Linked DNA regions of Lactuca sativa: region 1 is linked to region 2. The links are chromatin contacts, called in public Hi-C maps. All regions are on one chromosome and are shown on one strand. Each heading gives the region's core, a stretch centred on a gene start, on an enhancer-like site or on the middle of the called end of the contact. The rest is flanking DNA. Distances are from core to core; before and after follow the strand shown. Region 1 holds the start of LOC111893833 (cysteine-rich receptor-like protein kinase 2). Region 2 holds the start of LOC111893831 (alpha-glucan water dikinase, chloroplastic).

Region 1 (2,715 bases), core at 75-2,574, 330 kb before region 2:
AAAAACACTTATAATCTCATATTCTTTTTAATTATATATTTAAAGGAAAATCAATAAATAATATTTTTTTACGTTTAGCATAATATAATATATATCTTGTATGTTACTTTCAACTAGTTTGATGTGTCTTTGAATTTAATGAGTGGACCTAAGTTCATACTCAGATTACATTGCACCTTATACTTCAACTACCTACTTTTATTATCAAAAGGTTGTGGGGCATGTGTTTGACATATAGGCTAAAAATTAATATTATAATAACAAATATATCAATGGGTAAATTACAGAAACAAGGATTTCCCTTCAGATACTCATTACTACGACTTCAGATGTGAATGACTTTTACACGCCAAATAGTTTTTTATTAGAAAGAAGAAATACTGGAACATGAAGCATCAAAATAAATGCAATAATTTACGTTATTTTAAATTTTTATAACCTCATCATATTCCAACTTTATAATGAATAGATTTGAAGAACTTGATGATGATGATGAGTTACAGTTCAAAGAATATCAAAGCAATTAATATTATTAGATAATATCTCCCACGTTTAGGAATTAATACGAAAACGATCAAGTTTCTAACATCAAATTGGTTCTATAACATTCCTGAAAACAGTTTTGATAGAATCAATCATGCACAGTTGACACTCATGATCAATCTAAGTAGTAAAATCTAACTAAAAACGCAATGATTCCATCATAAAAGCGATATTTCCAATAAAAAAAGCAATATAAGAATGATTTCAGGTCAGAATTCTTATGCTTCAGTTACGACTGGATAATGAACTCTAGAAATGAGACCCGAGGGAACAAAAACGATGAGAAACAACATAAAAACTTGCATACACGAACCCTTTTTTTAAGAAAAACATGAAGAAAGGTTGGAAATGAAGTATTCATATAGAGATATGAAAGCACATGAAGAACTTAACGATTGGTTTTATCGAGTAGTGAGAAGCAAATCAAATTCGTTGTTGACAAATAACATTCGAATCATAGTAGCATTAATTGCGCTGGAAAATAAAAAACAAATAGAATAATTACAGATCAGAGTTCATACCTGTTGACTACATTTGAATCATGAAATTATCTTGCTAGAGGCGGATTTAAATTTTCGCTTCCTTCTTCAGTTTGTGGTCTTCTGGATTATAATTATAGGACTGTTAAATAAGGGTAGGTGATCACCACTTGCATATACATAGACTGGGTCAAAAAGGAGAAGAATGTGGAAGAATAATCGATGAAGCCAACAATGGAAGATGGTTATTCTGCGATGAAGATTGACTTTCAAGTTTCAAGTAGTATGTACGCGCTGCATAAATTGTCACTTCAAATTTATACGATTTCGAATTTGTGTGAGGCCATTCTTAGATATCTTTTCTTCCGTTTTTTATTAAGTTACAGAAATAGTCCCTAGACTATACCTTATTTTGCAAAATGATTTTTTTTTTGTCAAAAACTCAAAACTTTTTATTGCAATTTCAAGTCTCTAGCCCAAACGTCATTGTCAACAACCATTAAATAACGCATGCTAATTGCACATATCAACTTTCTAAGGGCGTTTTTGTCTTTTTAGAGAAAAAAATATTTCTAAATCGTTTTCATCTATAACTCCTTTCATCCATTATATCGACATATAACAAAATATTATAGCATATAACTATCAAATCTTTTTAGTGATCTTAAAGTTATGTTTTTTTATATCATTTCAACGGACAATAATCGAATTTGAAATTAACAAAATCAGTTTGGATGATAACATGTACGCATTTTTTCAACATTAACAAAATTGGTTCGGATGATAATTTGTACGGCTTTTTTAAAAAGAGTTTTCTAAAGTAAACATCGCCAATAGCCCAATAATACAAGTATATAAATAATACAATTATTTGTTTACGGAAATCACACAAACATTTAGAACCTTAAGTTGGCCTTGGGGGTGTTCGGACATAAACTGAAAACCGTAAGCACGAATTTAGTGAGTTCCCCAAAATACTGCATACCATACATATATGTCAGCTCAAGACTTTGTCGAGTCTATTTCACCCCCGAGTCTATTTCAACTAATTTGTCGACCCAAGGCCGTACCGAGTCTATAATCAAGGTCCTTCGACAAGAAGTGTTTGGATAAGTTATCTTAGGACCAATTATTCTCCACGTCACAGACCGGGCATCAAACCATTCTCATTGGGTTTACATTAACAACTAAGTTTGATCAACAATGTTGTTCATAAACTTCGCTTTTATGAGATGTTTTATGATTCGTATCTTGGTAAAGCATACTTTCTCAATAGAAGACTGCCTTAAGATTCTGACTCAACATTGTGAGTACATCAACAATTTTCAACGTACCAGAGATTTTTCCAGTTGAGTTTTATATGTATTTTGGTATTTGTTCAAACAGTTCAACAATAGAATCAATGGGCTATAGATGTTTAAAAGTACTTATTTTACTTTCATCTATGTTTTACATCTAAGGGAGCCTATGAAGCTCCTATTATCTGACATTCTTCAGCCCAGTTCATTTAATTTTTTATCTTATTGTATTGGTGATAAATAAAAATAAGGGAAATATTATGTGAGCATCCTTATCCGATTTTATGGTTTTCGAGCTTAGATTTTCGAGACTTCTAAAGATTATGATTTATTTACTGATAAGATGTGACATTGATTTTTAGTCATCGTTGATCAAACTTATTGTCGCATTATAT
Region 2 (2,938 bases), core at 325-2,824:
TAGATTTTGGGGTCATAACATTACTATGCATGACCTGTTGTACTCTATTAAGAAGTTCCACATCATTTGATGAAAGAAAACCGAAAATATTAAACGCAAAAGGTATAAACATGTGTTGATTTTTCATGCATAGTATCTCATGCAGAGGTGACTCAACTAATTTGAGGGCTCTGGACAAATCAAAATTTTGGGATAATTTGGCATTTACTATATTTAATATTATAAACAATTTTCCTTTATCTAGTTTTGAAACTGAGAATAATAAATTAAAAAGTTTATAAATTGTAAAGTTAATTTTTTTTTTATTATTTATATATTTTTGTGAATATATTTAAGACATTAAGTTAATTTTTCTAGCCGTTTTAGATGCAAATTCTTTAATAAATTTTTCATAATCAATTTTTTTTACTAAATGTTTTTCAATTGATAAAATAACTAACCCATTTAATATTTCTTGTGACAATGTAGATTTTAAATAATGGAGAAAGAATCGAGAATTAATCAATCATAGTGCAATAATGGAGAAAGAAGGAAGAATAACATAAGTGTGATCGTCGCTTTTGATTTTTGAGGCGTATGTATCAGCGAATGGGGAAGAGAATGTATCAACATTAGAGAGGTATTTGGGTTAAGTGGGGCCCTTTAGAAAATAGGGCCCAAGCCCTAACTTAACTCAATAATACATAAGGACGGACATTTTCTCATGTTTTGTCACTTTACATGAGACAACTTGTAAAGAAACCTGACCCATAATGAACCCCACTTCAAGCCGCAAGAGGGTAAACCCTTGTTAGATCTACACATACATGCTTCCCTCATGTCCATCTAAAAACTAAAACGTTAGTTGGTCTAAATGCCGATCCTCCTTCCAAAGGGCCATTTAAAAAGTTCATAGGCGACTATTTTTTGGCACAAACTAAGTGTGCCTAAATATGTCAAAAAGAACATCCATAACTAGATTATGTTGGTACTCGAAACCTAAGAGATCTCTATAATGAGCTTCATGATCTCCAAAGGAGTCCAAACATGCCATGCGACAAAAAAAGGGTTGTTTTGTTAATCGGAAATAAAAGAATCAGAAGACGATACCTGAGGATAACACAATACTCCGCTGACGACATACGTTGGCTAAGACCGTCAATATGAGTAGTCATAAGAAAATTCTAAGCATGTAATGCCCTTAGACACCCAAAAATTGTTTTCTGCCTAATAGTCATGTCGAAGTGAACTTCTATATCTTGGATAATTTTACTAAAAAGACACTCAACAATGTATGATGGGCTTTAGGAGGGATTCTGCCTTTATTAGTGAAACCGCTGAAATCAAATGTCAAAATCATATCACGAATACAAGTCAAAGTACAAACAAAATCAAAATCCATACCACATATGTCACTGTATCGTAAAATATAATCTTGTAACAGCTTTATTTTATATTTCACCCATATCATTTGCCCAAACCCATCAAAGAATAAGCCACACAACATTAGTGATCATTTTAGAACAATCTAAAACTTAAAGGCGTTCTATGTCGATTAGCATAAACACAAGGACTTCCATCGCCTTTAAAATTAGTATACGACTTCCGACGTCTTTTTTCCCCCAATTTTTGAAGCTTCTCTCAACCGCACTCTTTACTAAAATAATACTCCCTCCACTCTCTTCAACCTCCATCACCCATCTCTCTTTTCGAGATATACACTGTGCATATCCCAATAAGTCTGATCGGAGGTAAGATTTCACCGAAATTCAGACATTATCGTTTCTTTATTCGACAACCTCACAGCCATTTAACTGAATTTCCGTGTTCTTATAGTTAATTTCACGATTTTACGTTAATTTTTTGTTCTTGTCGATTAATCAATGTATATATGGGTTGAATTGATGCAGTTTGTGTTTGTTTATGGGTGAACTTTTTGTTTGTTAAGATTGTGAAAGTATGTATACTCATGGTACTGATTCTTGCTCTGTCACGAGTTTTTGTTGGATAGTGACATTGAATCGATTAAAGGAAGAGAGGAATATGAGCAATTCAGTAGGGCATAGTTTGCTTCGAGGGCCAGTTTTACAGCATCAAAGTCAAAAAAATTCTTGTAGTTGCATTGGCGGAAATACTTTGTTTCAAGCTCAAGCTACTTCTCTGATACGGAAGTCATCGTCGTCGGCTTTGTCGTCTATATTATCCAGCGATTTCCGTGGTCATAGACTGACTTTGCGAAGATCAGGATTGCGGAATCCAGTGTTTTCTGACGTTGTTCAAGCTGTTTTAGCCACCGATCCGGCATCCGAGGTACCTTTTTGTCACTTCATTAATATTATTGACGTTTTATATCTTCTCCAGTGGATTATAGCTGTAAATTATGGCAATCGTATCTTTTTAAAGCGCGCTGTTATCTCCTTTTTGTGAAACTTTACTTAAGATGATACTTTAATGCTAAATCTTTTGATTATGTGCGTTTATCTGTAAAGCTAAACATAGAACATACATGTATCCCAGCAGCATCACACGAATGCCAAACACCATTCCTAATATAATTATATACGTTGCATGCATCTTACACAATAAATATGCTGCTCTACATGACTACATGGAAAGGTTCTAAAACTATTATGATATGTGCTTTTGTTACCTAGTTCTTTTTACCATTCTGCTTTAAATATATATATTTTATAATCATAAAAGGGCATAGAATGGGCACATGTATCAAGTAAAGATCTTTGAATGATTTGCTATAAGTGTGTCATTCACTGCTTCTTGTTAAACAATCGTTTGAACTCGGTTTTCTTTTTTTGGTGACATAATTACATGGTTTAATACTCTTTTTTCTTTCATTGTAGCAACTGAGACAAAAGTTTATCTTGGAAGAAGATATTGAGATGCAGGTATATGTGGATTAAGACATGAGATGTACATGCTTACTTTGAATGAAACACTTGTT

The links. Hi-C and Micro-C count contacts between places; a contact is called where the count stands out from the background.
Region 1: a Hi-C map of leaf shows a contact between it and region 2, with 5 times the contacts expected there. The contact joins the promoter of LOC111893833 here to the promoter of LOC111893831 in region 2. A contact is called at or near these places in 4 of 4 Hi-C or Micro-C datasets (bud, leaf and seed).

The regions. Positions count from the first base shown.
Region 1 is chr8:291,522,613-291,525,327 of Lsat_Salinas_v11, reverse strand. LOC111893833 (cysteine-rich receptor-like protein kinase 2) reads right to left here and starts at 1,324. Exons shown (of 8, transcript XM_023889919.3): 1 at 1,065-1,324.
Region 2 is chr8:291,195,529-291,198,466 of Lsat_Salinas_v11, reverse strand. It overlaps LOC111893831 (alpha-glucan water dikinase, chloroplastic), which reads left to right and starts at 1,574. Exons shown (of 32, transcript XM_023889918.3): 1 at 1,574-1,730; 2 at 1,991-2,289; 3 at 2,838-2,882. The coding sequence starts at 2,023.